2 separate regions of the Mus musculus genome follow, and region 2 is linked to region 1. Evidence: chromatin contacts called from public promoter capture Hi-C data. All regions are on one chromosome and are shown on one strand. The core of a region is the stretch at or near the end of the contact, and the rest is flanking DNA. Distances in the headings are between cores, read along the strand shown. Region 1 holds the start of Mcm6 (minichromosome maintenance complex component 6). Region 2 has its middle 18 kb from the start of Gm41950.

Region 1 (7,919 bases), core at 1,904-4,403:
TCTGATTTCTGGTACTGGGATTGAAGGTGTGTGCCAGTACCACACACCCAGACGATTTAACATTTTCTAATGAACAGGTTTTAAAAATTATTGTTAGCTGGGCAGTGGTGGTGCACGCCTTTAATCCCAGCACTTGGGAGGCAGAGGCAGGTGGATTTCTGAGTTCCAGGACAGCCAGGGCTACACAGAGAGACCCTGTCTCGAAAAACAAAAACAAAAAAAAAATGTTATGTGTAATTAAGAACAGAGAGTTAAAATCCAAATATTAAATTTCCATTAGTCATAATTTAAGAAGCGGAATAAAAAGGCTGGAAACATAGTTCAGTGCTTGCCTAGCACCCACAAAGTCTTAGGTCTAATCTCTAATAACACACACACACACACACAGAGCAAGCAAAACAAACACCACCCCACACAGAAATGAGGTATCACTGCTAAAGACCTCAAGAAAATGAAAGCACATTAATTGGGGAGGGGGGGCAGACCCAAAATTAATTTCTCTTCCAACTAATATCTAAAAGTACAGAAAAGGTAGTGTTGTTTCTGTCCTGGGGCTGGCATTCTTAGGAGACAAGACCCATAAACAACAAATAATGTCTCTATTGACAGAAGTGCCAGAAATCAAAGCCAATTATGCCTACTGGAATAGCTATAATAAAGATTCACAGGTGTAAAAGGTGGCATTGGTGTCATTAAAAGGTAAATTTATGAGAAAGAAGTGGCAGAGCTTGGTGATGTGGGCCTGTTAATCCTTGTTACCGAGGCTAAAGATGGAAAGTTGGAAGTTCAAGGACTGACTGGGCAACTTAAAAGGGACCTTCTCTCAAAACTAAAAAAGTCAAAAAAGGCCCAGGGAGCTGGGTGCAGTGGTGCACGCCTTTATCCCAGCAGAGAATGATTCTGTGAATCCAGACAGCTATGGCAACACAGTAAGTTCTATCAAATAAAGAAACAAAGGGGATAGATGCTGGAGACACAGACTCAGGGGCGGAATGCTTGTCTACCATGTGTAAGGCTCTGTCTGGGTTCCTTCCCTAACATTATTAAGAAAACAAGCAAGCAGCAAAAAATAGATAGCTGAGCCACCCGTGGTGACTCATGGAAAATGAAACTAACAGAAAATTTAGACATAGCTGGGTGGCGACAGTGCACACCTTTAGCCCCAGTGCTTGGGAGGCAGAGTTAAGCACATGTCTGAGTTGAAGGGGCTACACAAAGAAACCCTGTCTCAAAATAAAAACAAACAAAAAAGAAATATTTAGACTCTTCTGCAAGCAAAAGCAAAGCTGCTCTGTGAATGGAAGTTGATTATTTTAAAAACTAAGTCCTGTTTATGCTTAGCTCCAGCTCTTAGCTACCAAGAAAAGGCCCTTGGCATCTGGAAAATAGCAGGCCTGCTGGGATCACAGGCAAAGAAGTAGCTACTGCTTGTTGCCTGAATGGTCTAAAGTAGTGGTTCTCGACCTTAACGCTGAGACCCTTTAATACAGTTCCTCATGTGTGATGACCCCAACCATAAAACCATCTCATTGCTACTTCATAACTAATTTTGCTGTTATGGACCATACTGTGCATATGGATCTGGTATGTGCCCCAAGGGATCCTGATCTACATGTTGAGAACTGCTGGTTTACACAGACTTTAATCAAAAGGAGACTTGGGTTTTGAAGGACAAGCAGCTGTACCGACTGCCAAAAACATTACAAAGGTTGGAACATAGAATTTAAATTCCAGAGGGTTATTTTTGTTTGTTTTGTTTTTCAGCACCAGACTTTCTATGTAGCCCTGAGCTCTGTCCTGGAACTCACTTTGTAGACCAGGCTGGCCTTGAACTCATAGGATCCGTCTACCGCTGGCTTGTGCCCAACACTGGCCTGCTTACAGTTTTAAGTATAGCAGAACTTCAAAAGATAGCTGTAGAGCCAAAAGGACGACTAGATCAGCAATATGTGGTAACCAGTATACGCGTGCCATGTCATTTTATTCTGCCTTAAAAGGCAAACCCTTGATTACAATAAGCTGCATGTCTAGCAAAATTAGCCACACACACTTATCGGAGGCACCTATAGTGATCCAGTTCAATGTTAGAAGTGTGGCAGGTGTCAGGAGGCTAGGAGAGTTAGAGAGGCTCTAACTATTTAGTAGGTAGAGTTGGAAGAGTTTCAAACAGGGATCATTGTACAAGTTGAATGCACCTCAAGATGCTTGTTGTACACTCCCAAAAGGTCAAAACTCTTAAGTTTTTGTTATATACTGACATAATCTTTAAAAAGAAAAAGAAAAGAATTGTTTACTATTGGAGGCGGAAGAGTAAGGAGCACACTGGTATGTGGTTGCTGCTAGGTGCTAGAAGCGGAGGGAGGGATGGGAAGGAGGCAGCTAGATGTCTAGAACAATTCTTTCATTATATAGGGCAGAACTCATTTCACTGAACAGTCATCAAGCCATAGATTCCTGTTAGAACGAGCTGGCCCAGGTTTGCTTGCATTGCAAGCTCCTGGTTCTGGGCTGTGTGCCCAACCCTACTCAAGAGGTAACGCCCCCCCCCCCCCCCCCCACCTCCCAAAAAACCAAACTCTGGCCTCACTGGGTTGCGACGTGAGTCCTGCTGGGATTCATTCCCAGCATCGCCCCAACTAGTCATGGCGGTGCACATCTGTCATTCCAGCACAAGCTAAGCGGAGGCTGGAGGATTACAAGTTCAAAATCATCTTTGGCTACACAGCGAGTTCGAAACCCTGTTTTAGAAACGTAATGAAAAAGCAGCACAGTATGACACAAGGGAGCGCTGCGGTGAAGAAAGGAGTCGAGGAGGCTTCGGATTCCCGCCGGGCCGGGGCCCATCCCTTCCGGAGCACACATGGCCCCGGTCTCCGCCCGGCCCGCGAGCCCCCGGAGGCCACTCACTCTTCCAGGAAGTCTAGGAACAGCTTCTGGCATTTCTCGGCCACCTCGTCGCGCACCTCCGGGTGCTGGCTTCCGGCGCCGGGCTCCGCGGCCGCTGCGAGGTCCATGGCGGCGCCGAGAGTACGCGCTGCTGAGGGAAGACCACCGCGGAGGAGAGTCCGCAGCTGCAGATAGCCCGGCCGCAGGTTCCACGCGTAGCTCCTTCCGCGCTGCCACTTCGCGCGCGCCTCCGGCTAGCCCCGCCCTCTCACCTCAGCCAATAACAGGGTAGGAGCTGAGCTACTTCGCGCCAAACCCGTCCAATCAATGGCGGTTCCGTACAGAGCCCCGCCCACCGCACGCACTTTTCGCGCCAAAAGCATACGCCATGAAGCTTTTGCCCATGCGCAATGTAGTCGCACCCACCCTCTGGTTGTTTTGGCTTGAGGAGCTAACCCCTCCCTCTCTCCCTTTACCCCCAGAGTTTATGTATAGACTTTTTTGGGTTTTTTTGTTTTGTTTTTGGTCACTCAGGGTTAAACCTACTGTGAATTGTGCATCTGGAGGAAGTAAGGTATGAGCAAACCAAACTACAGGAGAGAGCCCCTTAAAAGTCAGGTGGAGGACAGGAGCAAAGGCTTAGAGAGTAACTCATTCCGCAGCGGACCCAAGCTTGTTTCTTAGCAGCTACATGAGACAGTCACCACCTTTAACTCCAGCTTAGCGACTTTGATACCCTCTTCTGACTTCTAAGAACACATGTGCATACACATACACTTAAAAAGACAGAGATAGATATATTCTGACAATCTGCATACCATTTGACTTTCTTTTCTTTTTTAAACTGAGAGGGTCTCACATAGCCCAGGCTGGCCTTGAATTCTGGGTTCACGTGGTGCTGGGACTGAACCTAAAGCCTTCTGAGTGTAGAACAAGGACTACCTTGCTAGTAAATGATCCACATTGCCAGTCCCTCCTCGACTTTGATAGCTTAGTGCTGATAACTTGTTTCACCACCAGCACTTTTATCCTGGGCTTCCAGGACACAGTAAACCTGGACCAGAATAAATAAGTCACTTTTTCGAGGCTTACTGGATGTTAAAAATTTAATGCCAGGCAGAGTATATAAAATTAATACTTTTATAATCTATTAGGAAATATACTATAGAGATCTGCAATTGAAGGTGTTGAAGACTTGAAGCCTCAAATCCCTCCCTCCTTTGCCAACTCCAAATGTAGCCTTCACTGAGTGAGAATCCTGGGGCTTTCTAGAGAAACAAAACTGATAAAGACACACACACAGGATTTACTAAGTTTAGCATACAGGCTGTTGTCTGGCTAGCTCAACAGTGGCTGTCTTCCAATAAAAACGCCAAGCAGATGGTGGTTCAGCCCACAAGGCTGGATGTCTTAGCAGGTTTTCATTAAATGTTGGGAGTCCTGAAGAAACAGGTTCTAATACATTAATTGCTGCCTCAGCAGCAGGATGATAGATGGACTTGCCAGTGAGAGTGAGGACAGGCAGGCAAACGCACAAAAGGCTTCCTTCTGTGTCATTTTAGGTATGCTGTCACCAGGTGTGGCCCAGATATTGGATGGGCCTTTTTATTTTTAGAGAGAGTATTTCTTTTCTTTTTCTTTTTTTCTTTTTTTTTTTGTTTTTTTGTTTTTTTCGAGACAGGGTTTCTCTGTGTAGCCCTGGCTGTCCTCGAACTCAGAAATCTGCCTGCCTCTGCCTCCCGAGTGCTGGGATTAAAGGCGTGCGCCAGTATTTCTATGTGTAGTAATCCTGGCTTCCTGGAACCTGATTTGTAGACCAGGCTGGCCTTGAAGTCAAGAGATCCAGCTGCCCTTGCCTTCCAAAAACCACTCCGGGGCTTTTAGGGTGTGGGTCTTCTGATTACAAAAGATGCAGATTTAAGGTAAATCTTCTCACGTCACAGAATCCAACCAAGAAAACCCTTCACAAGTGTGCCCAGATGCCCAGGTTTAGTTGATAGTGTGAGTGTGTGGTGTGTGTTTTGTTACATTTTTTTTCCTTAAAAGCTCCAGACCAGCTAGCTAGTGCTACAAAGTGAGACCCTGCCTTAAATAGATAAATAAATAAATAAATAAATAAATAAATAAATAAATAAATAAATGAAAACTGTTTTTCTGAGTCAGATAACCCAACTCCAGAGAGACTGGATGGTTTGTGGATACTAGTTCTGAATCCTTAGATGTGTGTATATTGTTAGAAATAACAGCAGAAATCAGCAAAGTTGTAGAACACGCTCTAGAAAGGAGAATAACAGATCACAAATGCTACGCAAGGGAAGACAACTGGAGACAGCCCCTGTGGTGTTGAGCTTTTACTCTGGGAGAGGGAAGGCAAGACAGAGAAAGCGGGAGAGAGGGAGGATTAGAGCATTAAGGGTGACTGAAAAGTTATAGCATATACACATATGAAGATACATTTCCTGAAGTTATTCCAATTGCAGCGATAACACTCCCTTTCAAAAGATACAGATTAATACAAACTCCAGTCCTAGGCAGCAAAATCTTCTCTTCAAGTTGTTGGCCAAGGAAGTCCGAAAGACTGCCCCCCCAAAATACAGTTATCTTAGACCTTGAAGGTAAAACCCTATTGCCATAGACACCACACACTTCGGATCTAGAACTTGAAGAAATCAAAAACAAACCTGAGAGTCTCTCCCCTGAAGATTCCCTCAGAAGCCAAAAGATGCAAAAATCTAATTTTTCTTTGTAAATGGATGTCAATTGGAGACAGTTTCCAGGTTGGGGATAGGAGCTTGTGTCAATTTCCCTTGCAAGCACTGGGTCTCTGTTGGCTTGAACCTATGTAGGCCCTATGCATGCTGTCACATTCTGCATCCCAGTGTGCATCGATCGATCCTGTTGTATCTGAGAGACAATGCTTCCTTGGTGTCATCCATCCTCTCTGGCCCTTACAGTCCTTTGGCCTCTTCCACATAGCCTCCTGAAGCCTGAAGGGAGAGGCTTGATCAAGGCAATCTCACTCTCTGCACATTGTCCAGTTGTGGGTCTGCGTTAGTTTTCACCCACTGCAAGAGGAAGCTTCTCTGATGCTGGCTGAATAAGGCACTGATCTATGGGTATAGACAGATGTCCTTATGAGTCATTTGTTATGTTCCTTTAACAGAATAGTATTTGATTTCCTCTAGGCCCATGGCCTATCTAGTCTAAAGGCTACCTGAGCTCAGGTACAGTGCTACTCCTCTCCTGGTGCTTAGTGCCTGGCATCACTAAGCTTCTACAAAATGGATGTTTTGTCTCTAGGGATGGTGCTACAGTAGACCACAGCCATCAACTCCTGTTGTTGGCAGACAGTCACTCAAGTTAGAGACTAGCACAGATATGGTGAGTTCAGCTCATGTTGATCTACAGTGTGGACCAGGAAGCACCCCTGGAGCAAGAGTGGGATGGAGGTATGTCAACCCCTGGAAATCTTCCCGAGACTGGCAGGAGTAGGATCACTTCCCACCTGCCCCAGGTCTGTGCGTCTTGCCCACATAACTCTGTGCCCTCACTCTTTCATCCCCACCCCAGGGGGTCATGTAGCCCAGTAGCCAGGTTAAACTTTCTGGCAGCTCCTGGAACTCCTTATACAAATGAGGCATCCCCAGCATCCTGGCCTTGGCCAATGATGCACAATCACCTGGAAAGCCCCTACCCACCCCACAAATGTTTAAGTAGCTGTTGTCTGCAACCCCCTCCGATCCCCATTAAACGACTTGTCTCACTGAAGCTATCTTCCAAGAGTCTGTTCTCTTAAGACTCACAGCTGCCTGAGGTCTCTTCCACTCCTGGCCATCCTGCCTTGATCTGCACTACTGAAGCACATCACCCCAAACAGCAGCACAGCCCCACCACCTAGCTATTGTGAGTCAGCTGTGCCCAGTGTGCAGTGGCCATGATAAACCAACGTGTGGAGCTTCTTGGGAGGGATCTCTCTCAAGGGCGCCAAACATACACTAAGATATTTACACGTCGTGCATGTTCCTGTAGACTTTCCCATGTGCTTACTTTTCCTCTGAGGCAGGATCTCACGTAGCAGAAGTCCTGAACTGTTAGCTCTCCTGTGCTCACACCCTAGTGCTGGGGTCACAGGCACATGCTGTCATGTACCCTCGGCACTTTTCACATCTAATATTAATATAAGGTTAGTTTACTTTCTATTTTCCCAATATACATTCATCAATAACCAGTTATAAAATCAGATTTCTATAAAGTCACACAACACTATCATCAGCTGTAAGTTTTTATTGAATCTCAGCCTCAGGACTGGTAACAATGTCTCAGTGTTACTGGTTCTAGCCAGTTTCAGATGCTTCACAGGATTTTTGAAATAACTTTTAAGACATACCAATTTTATAGATGTTAAAATCTTGGTAATTTCTCCAAATCCTTTTTTTTCAATGTCAAGAGTTAAAAGTTCAAATATTGAAAATTTAGAATATTAGTATGGTGGCCACCTCAATATAGAAAAGAAAAAAAAATTATATAATCTTAAACTGTTTAAATTTTTCTTAACATTTCCTATAGTGAAAGGCTATGAATTTCAACCATAGAAATTTCTCATTAAAACGTTCAAGTATTTCCTATTTTAGGATATTTGAAATTCTAAAACGTTTTTTACTTAAATTAATTTGTACTGAGCTACTTAAAAAATAATTGTGGCACTTTAGTAAGACATTAATTCTACTGCATATTTTAAGTACCTCAGGTATAACCTAATCAATAGCAGGTTCCTGGAGAGAATAAAAAGTGTGGCTTTAAGGCGTGAGTCGTTTGGGGTCACGAGGGAACATTGAGGTCTGGCGTACGTTATGCAATCCTAAAAACAGCATCGTCACCCTTTCCAGCCCTGTGGACAAGAAAATAACAGTTAATCCCCCTTTGAAAACCTCTCATTTACCAGTCCAATAGCTTTTTGGTGGAGCATACTGTTTTACTTTATAAAACTGAAACTATACCTATTAAATATTCTTTTTCCTCATCCCTCAGACATA
Region 2 (7,919 bases), core at 3,919-6,418, 200 kb after region 1:
GCCAGTCTCAAACAGTTACTGGGAAAAGAATCATGTGTAGCTTCACGGAAGGCTTCGCTGAATGAACCTCTAGCTTCTGACCAGAATGCACAGCCCACATCTTAAACCAGTGTCTTTGTATTTTGTGTCTTAAAAATGACAGTTTTCCTTAAAATAGTTTTCTAATTTCTTCTCAAAAATGTTAATCCAGGGTCTTTGAGATGGCTCATTGGGAAAAGGTAAGACTTGAGTTGTAGCTCCAAGACCCACATGGTAAAAGAAAAAAAAAATCAACTTTTTATTTATTTTATTTTTTGTTATTTTTGAGACAGGTTCTCACTATATAGCGCTGGCTGTCCTGGAACTCACTCTGTAGACCAGGCTGGCTTCAAACTCACAGAGATCTGATTGCTTCTACCTCCAGGGTTCTGGGATTAAAGCCATGCACCACTATCTCTGGCTGTGAAAACCAACTCTTGGAAGTTGTCCTTGGACTTCTACAGATGTCCCTTGACAAATACGCACCCCCTGTACTCATACCCAAGATAAACATAAAAATCAAAACAAGAAAAATAAAAGGTGTTAATCTAATCTATCAGTATGACTTTGGACAAACCATTTCAGGTCTTGGTTTCCCATCTGTAAAGTAATTTTGTTTTGGTAGACAATGATCTATAATTTCCTTCCATGCTGTTTGTCTTTATTTATAATAACTTTTACATTTGTGTATTTAGTGTGTGTGAGCAGGTGCACATGTGCATGGCACACGTGGAGCTCAGAGCCAGGCTTGGGTCACATTTGCTTTACCCACTGCACCATCCTACCAGCCCTTCTATTACTTTAAAAAACCTCAGGCTACTGCTCTTTCAGGAATAAAATTACTTAGTTACTGTTAAATTGTCATTTTGAAACCCACGGAAACCCACCTGTAAGTTGTAGATTACTTCATTCCAGGAAAAAAAAAAAAAAAAAAGCTCAAAATTCGAAGAAAGATTTATTCCCAACCTTGTTACCCCAAGTAGATTTACTGATAATCAAAAAGTTACAAAGCACATAGTCAATTCTTTTAAAGGGCAAATAAATCAAGATACTTGTCTATGTTTGAATATTGGAATATATTGGGACATATTTGACCATTGGGCTAGAAATGACAAGAACTATTAGAAATGCAATTTTTTAAAAAAATGGATTTTTAAATAATTCAGTCTTATTTGGCATCTCAATGTGTAGGTGCATGTTTATAGAAAAGAGAAGCTGGAGGAGAGACAGTAAAATGTGACTTGTAATTATCTCTGGTCATCTGCCTGGTCTATTTTTATTTATATTTGACACTATATTCCAGTTGTTGCATGACTCTTCCAGGGGAAACGCAAATAAATGTCTGTTCACTCCAGATAGGGCACCAAACAACAGCCTAAAGAAACGATTTCAGCCAAGTTTAGCGTGGCTGTAAATCAATGACTTTCTTGGGGTTACGTCAGGAATGTGAGTGATGGAAAGGCAGCTGCCTCACCCCAGCATGGACAACATGTCACCAAAGCTGCAACGCCGGAGCTCCCACGAACTGGTGGATCTTGTAAGTTCTCACTCTCCCAGAGTATGAGTGTTAGGAGCCTCCCTACTCTCTCAGAGGGGATGTTTCAATTGCCAGGAAATAGCTATACAACACTAGGCAATCTTCATTGGCTTCCACAACTCTGTTTGGCTCCCAGCCATTTACTCTTGGGAGCAAGAAAGGATTCTGATGCTATGAGCTCAAAGCCATGTCTTGGGTTTAGTACAGTTTCCGTCCACAAATACTGCATACCTTGTATGAGTTTGACACTGTGCCATAAACTGAGGATTAACCTAAGTGAGGCAAAGTCTGGCTTTGGAGAGTAAAAGCTATATATATCACGGAGATGAACTCAGAGCACCATGAGATGCCAGGAACAAGTAGGTATTGGGTAGAAAGGAGGATGGTTGGGACACTGTACCTTTAGAACTGTGCCTTGCAGGTACCTGTATGGCAGGAGTTTAGGAATGGATGTAGTCTCAAGATTAATGCAGGGAAGAAGAGTTTAGCTGCACACCCTTACATGGGCTTTTCCTATGGAACTGGACATGCTCAATAAAAGCCTGTGGGACCTTGGGAGATGTGCATGCTTTTGTGAATGTCCTAGTCATGGTCACTACATGGTTCAGGACTCTGGGCTCTGGGTTCTTTATTCAGATAATTGCCTCTCTCTCTCTCTCTCTCTTTCATTTTTAAAATTTGTTTTAAGATTTCATTTATTTATTTTATGTAACTACACTGTAGTTGTCTTCAGACACACCATAAGAGGGCATCAGATCTTGTTACAGATGGTTGTGAGCCACCATGTGGTTGCTGGGATTTGAACTCAGGACCTCCAGAAGAGCAGTCAGCGCTCTCAACCGCTGAGCCATATCTCCAGCCCCCAATTGTCACTCTTGGGAATGCTTTCCCTTTTTTAATAAGCTGTCTATGTATTTCTTACCTTCCCTTTATTAAAAGGGAATGTAATATATATAATATAATACATTACATCATATAATATATTCTAGTTGCAGTTGCCCCTCTCTCTACTCCTCCCAGTCCCTCCCTACCTCTCCTCCCATCTGGATCCACTCCCTTTCTGTTTCCCATTAGAAAAGAACGGGTTTCTAAGTGATAACAGCAAAACATGACAAAATAAAACAAAAGCCATCACGTTGCAGTTGGACCAGGCAAATCAACAGGGGCCAGAGGAAAGAAAGACACAAGAATCAGAGACCCACAGAGTGTCCACACACTCAGGAGACCTACGAAAACACTAAACTGGAAGCCATCATATACACACAGGAGACCTGGTGCAGCCCTGTGCAGACCTTGTGCGTGCTGCTCCAGTCTCTGTGAGTTCATCTGAGTTTTGCTCTCTTGACTCTCAAGAACTTGCTCTCCTTGTGTTCTCTGTTCCCTCTGGCTATCTTACGCGCCTTCTGCCTTCTCTTTCACAGGGTTGGCTCCTTGGGTTCTGAGGGAAGAAATTTAATGGAGACATTTCATTTGGAGCTGTGGGTTCCAAGATATCTCTCTCTCTCTCTCTCTCTCTCTCTCCCTCCCTCCCTCCCTCCCTCTCCCCCTCCCTCCCTTCCTCTCTCCCTCCCTCCCTCCCTCTCCCCCTCCCTCCCTTCCTCTCCCCCTCCCTCCCTCCCTCCCTCCCTCCCTCCCTCCCTCCCTCCCTCCCTCCTTTCTCTCTCCCTTTCCCCCAGGGGAAGCTTCTCTGATGATGGCTGAATAAGGCACCAATCTATGAGTATACTGTCTCAGCTTCTAGCCTGGTGTCCCTGGTGCAGTCCTTTGCCCGGGAAACAAGAGCCTAGAATTTGGTGTCCTCTGAACTCAGATTTGTAGCATGGTGCACCTCAGCCTTGTTTCCCTGACACACTGGGCTCTCTCTTTCTCTGATCTTATGCCTAAGAGCTTTGGTTTACTCCTATTTTCTTCCTTGGTAACAACAAGGATTTTCTATTATTTTTTTTCCCCCTCAAACTTCAATGAAATTGCCTTTTAGCTTCCTTAGAGTCAGGTTTTTAAAATATTTATTTAATCAATGAGACTGAGAATCAAAAATGGGAACCCCATTTTCCCCAGTAACACCTGGGTCACACTCACTAGCCTGTAACATCAGGCCAGTCATTTAATTTCTCATCTTAGCATCACATCTGTAAAAGGAAAACACAACCCAGGCTCTCTGCTAAGCCACACTGTAATTTGTGAAGGTTGTGTTGAGAAAGCAAAAGAAAATGGTATGTACTTGAGACACACCATTAGGGACATATGAGTATAACCTACAGAGAGCACGAAGAAGCCTGTGGAAAAGTTTGCTTAACGATTAACAGAGGGGCGAGGCTCGGGGCCAGCTGGACGATGGTCTGCTACTGTCTTTTGTGAGGTTGCTCCTTTGCCTTCCTTTCAGTGATATGTGATGAGGGCTCCTTGCTGAAAAGAAGTTAAGAAGCTGACCAGAGATAAAATGGAGCTCTGCGGGAAGTCTCAGCTTTGACAGCCCAGTGTCTCCTCTCTGCTCCTGCTCTGTTTCAACTCTGGGACCATCATGTTTGACCACCCAGAGGAAACCTCCCTGTTGCTTTGAAATAAGCAAATTTGGGTACCATCTGGTGTTAAGTAGGGGTGGGGGAGGTTATAGGACTGGTGGCATTGATGTTTGGTTTGTGGCTGTTTCTAATCTCCCTCTCTCTCTCTCTCTCTCTCTCTCCCTCTCCCTCTCCCTCTCTCTCTCTCTCTCTCTCTCTCTCTCTCTCTCTCTCTCTCTCTCTCTCTCTCTCTCTCCCTCTCTCTCCCTCTCTCCCTCTCTCTCTCTCTGAATAAAAATACCACAGAAGAGTGCGACAGTGAATGGGGACGTCAGAGTTTGTTCTCTCTTCCCATCATATGGGTCCTGGGGACTCAACTCAGGTCTTCGTTTGGCGCCTCTTTTGCTGACCTTCCCTCCTTATCTTTTGAGACAGGGTGCCTCGCTGAAGCCAGAGCTGATTGGCTAGGCTGACAGGCCAGGACCGCCTGACTCTGCCCTTTCCAGTGCCAGGGTTATAGATAGGCAAGTCCACTCCCAGCTTCCAAGAGGGTGCTGTAGATCTGAGCTCAGGTCCTCATGATTACAAAGCAACTACTTTACTGACAAAGTCATCCTATGGCAAATCGTGCGAATCTGTTGATGGACAGAGCCAAGTGAACAAAAGCGGAAGTACTGCCGTGCCTATTTGAGCCCGAGGAGAAAGCGCATTCTCCAGGAGGGGAAATTGAGACAAAGCTCACGGAGTTTGGCCCAGCCTTTCCTCCAGAATCTGGGAAGTTTCTCAGTTTTGGCCCTGTGGAGAGCTCTGTCTTGGCAAAGCAGGTCCCATCATGTCTGCCACATGGCTGCTCCCCTGCTGAGCCATAGGATGGGGCTGTTTGGAGACAATCACCTTCTGTCTCTGGGCTCTGACATCTGGGAGGTGGATGGCCAACAGCCCTTGGCTAGGACTCCTGGCTCTCAGTTTGCACCGCCGTTTGTTGGAGGTTGATTCTCAGGCGAAAGCCACGATGGTGAAGGTCACCTTCTGGACAAATGATTCTGGTCCAGGGGCACCAGATGCAACTGGGAGTCTGAGGCAAAGAACAAATGACTCTGTCTTAAAATAGGATTTCGACAGAATTGCAAACGTCCTTTGCTCAATAGTGTTGGCATTGTAGAGAGAAGTGGCTGAGGGTGGCTTGGTTGCAATCCAATTTTAGTAATTAGTTCTATTCACAATAAGGCGTGTTAATAGGTCCCACGTTGAGCACGAAGAATCCCCTGACTCAGGTGCCAAGTGCCAATTAATAGAGTCAACATTAGTGTCCCACAGGTAAACAGTCATTCTACACCCATTGTCTTAGAGCTATAGACAGGTGTGCTACCGTTAGTGGGGGTTTAGCCAGTAGGAAGATGGGCTTTATGTCTGTCTGTCTCACGGCTCTCTTCTCAATGCCTAGCTCACCCCTGGGTAGCTGGGTTGGGCTCTTCTTTTCCTTCGGTGTGCAGCCTTTGCGAATTAGCTCTGCAATCCCTGGCCTGTGACCTGTGTTGGCCATAGAAATCCACAGATGGGTTGTGATGTCAGCTCTGAGCCTTGACTTTTGTTCTTCAGCATTGCATGTGAATACAGTTAGGGTAGACTGCAGAGGGCGAGAGACAGACTGGTGGCTCACCTTCACTGTCAACAACCAGACCTGCCTTCCCCAGAGGTTCACTGTCTATGTGGTGAGTGGCAGGCTACAGGTACAGGAATGAGACCAGAGGAATTGTCTAGCTGGGTCCATCTCCAAAGATCATCTAAAGAATTGCCAACTAGCTGGATGTGATGGTACATCACATTACAGCACTTGGCATTTGGGAAACGGAGGCAGGTGGATCTCTGTGAATTCTGGCTTGATCTACAAAGGGAATCCCAGGTCAGCCTGAGGCTGCACAGTAAGACAAAAAAAAAAAAAAAAAAAAAAAAAAAGCAGCCAGTTAAAGAGATGGTGACTGGAGCTGGGGCTCAGTTGCATCCAGCATACACAAAGCCTGGAGTTCTATACCCAGCACTACATAAAATCAGTCGTGTAGGTTGGTGAATGCCTGTAACTCCTTGACTATGGCAGGGGGTGGGAGGGAGGATCAAAAGTTCATTGTTATCCTGGGCTACACAGCAAGTTTGAAGCTAGCTTGGGCTACATGAGATCCTGTCTCCACAGGAGAAAGAGGAGGAGGAGGAGGAAGAAAAAGAGGAGACTGTGACTATTTAAGCTACTAAGTTTGGGACGGTTTGTTCTTACACAAGTTCATTGACTAAGTGCCCATTATATATTTACTGAAGAATGGATGAATTGTCAATTAGATGTCACCCAGTTAGCTTGCCAGTCACTCCCCAAAAATGTTCTTGCTGGCTGGGTTGTTTTTTCTGTTTGTTGTCTTGGTTGGGTTGTTGTTTGCTCTGTTTGTTGTCTTGGTTGGGTTGTTGTTTTCCCTGTTTGTTGTCTTGGTTTCTGTACAGGCAGGGAGAAGGCAGAGTGCTCACTCACTTTCAAATTCCCGCAGCTGACTGAGGAGATGGCTCAGCAGGTGAAGAGCTGGCCATAGAAACACAAGGGCTCACACAAGAGAAAGCCAGGAGGGGTGGCGATACACACTTGTATATCAGTGCTGGACAGGCAAAGCCAGGCAGGTCCCTGGGGTTCACTGACCATCAACGAGCCAACGAAAGACCAGTTTTCAAAACACAACATGAGATTGGCCTCTGGCTTTCATACACACACACACACACACACACACACACACACAGATTAAATTCTTACAGCCCATATAGTCTTTGAGTTCTCCATAGATGTTTTATTTAGTGAAAATGTGCATAGTTATCGTTAACATGACTGACAGAGAAGCTCGCTGAGCAAAGCCTCTGGCAAGGGATGATTGCCACATTGCCTAAGATGTCCTCTGCTTTTGTATGTCTTCTTTAATTTTTTAATTTGTGAATTAGCACTTACCAATGGAGATATTTTTGTCCTTTACTTCTGTCTGTCTGTCTGTCTGTCTGTCTGTCTCTGTAATTGTACACAAGTCCATGTGTACACCTGGATACAAGTGCATGCATGTCAAAGCCTGTCTGTGGTCAGAGGACAGCCTCAGGTGTGGGCCTTTTCCTTCAACCTTGCTTGAGACAGGTGCTTTCTTGTTATTCATTCCTGAGTATACCAGGATAGTGGCTCATGGGCTTCTGCATGTTCAGCGGTCCCTTGTCTCCCATCTTTCCACAGACCTTCTGGGATTGTAAGCATGTGGACTTTTGCATCCCTCTACTGCATGCTGTCTTAGGGTTTCTATTGCCGAGTTAAAATACCACAACCAAAAGCAACTTGACAAGGAAAGGCTTTATTTCAGCTTAGAACTCTCGGGTCACACTCCATCACTGAGAGATGTCAAGGCAGGAACCTGGAGGCAGGAACTGAAATAGATGTGATGGAAAAATGCTGTTTACTGGCTTGTTCCTTGTGGCTTGCTCAGCCTACTTTCTTACACAACCCAGAACCACCTACCCAGGGCTGGCACTGCCCACATGGGGTAGGGCCTCCCATATCAATCATCAGTGAAGAACGCACCACAAGCTTGCCCACAGGACAATCTGGTGGGAACAGTCTTTCATTTGATGTTCCTCCCAAATGACTGTATCGTGTGTCAATTTGACACACAGGTCATTAGATCCTCCAGGACAAACTCTACCTACTGAGCCATCTCTCTAATCTGCTTTCATTTCTTCTGCCTCAATATTTAGCCCCAATCCCCATTCTGTAATAATTTGTAATTTTCTACATTTATGTGGTCAAGCTTTTTTTGAGTTTCCTCCATTAAAAACTACCAGTTAACGGAACCTGT

Evidence for each region. Promoter capture Hi-C pulls out the DNA fragments that hold promoters and counts their contacts.
Region 2: a contact with region 1 is called in a promoter capture Hi-C map of hematopoietic stem and progenitor cells, with 2.1 times the contacts expected there. The contact joins the enhancer-like site here to the promoter of Mcm6 in region 1. A contact is called at or near these places in 3 of 39 promoter capture datasets (the HPC-7 cell line, HPC-7-derived erythroid cells and hematopoietic stem and progenitor cells), 1 of 15 datasets of contacts at CTCF or cohesin (CD8 T cells), 2 of 484 Hi-C or Micro-C datasets (the CH12 cell line and bone marrow-derived macrophages), 5 of 115 datasets of contacts at active chromatin or transcription factors (CD8 T cells, acute myeloid leukemia, bone marrow-derived macrophages and 2 more) and 1 of 9 other capture datasets (pancreatic islet).

What each region holds. Positions count from the first base shown.
Region 1 is chr1:128,356,552-128,364,470 of GRCm38.p6, forward strand. It overlaps Mcm6 (minichromosome maintenance complex component 6), which reads right to left and starts at 3,154. Exons shown (of 17, transcript NM_008567.2): 1 at 2,908-3,154. The coding sequence starts at 3,014. Dars (aspartyl-tRNA synthetase) reads right to left here. Exons shown (of 16, transcript NM_177445.5): 16 at 7,156-7,774. The coding sequence ends at 7,683.
Region 2 is chr1:128,556,488-128,564,406 of GRCm38.p6, forward strand. No RefSeq gene overlaps it. Among named protein-coding and RNA genes, the nearest start is that of Gm41950, 18 kb to the left of the region's middle. Within about 2 kb of position 5,169, at least 42 of the 459 cell types and tissues checked have an H3K27ac peak or open chromatin away from gene starts, as enhancers often do. A contact at or near this core is called in acute myeloid leukemia and hematopoietic stem and progenitor cells, where this site is marked.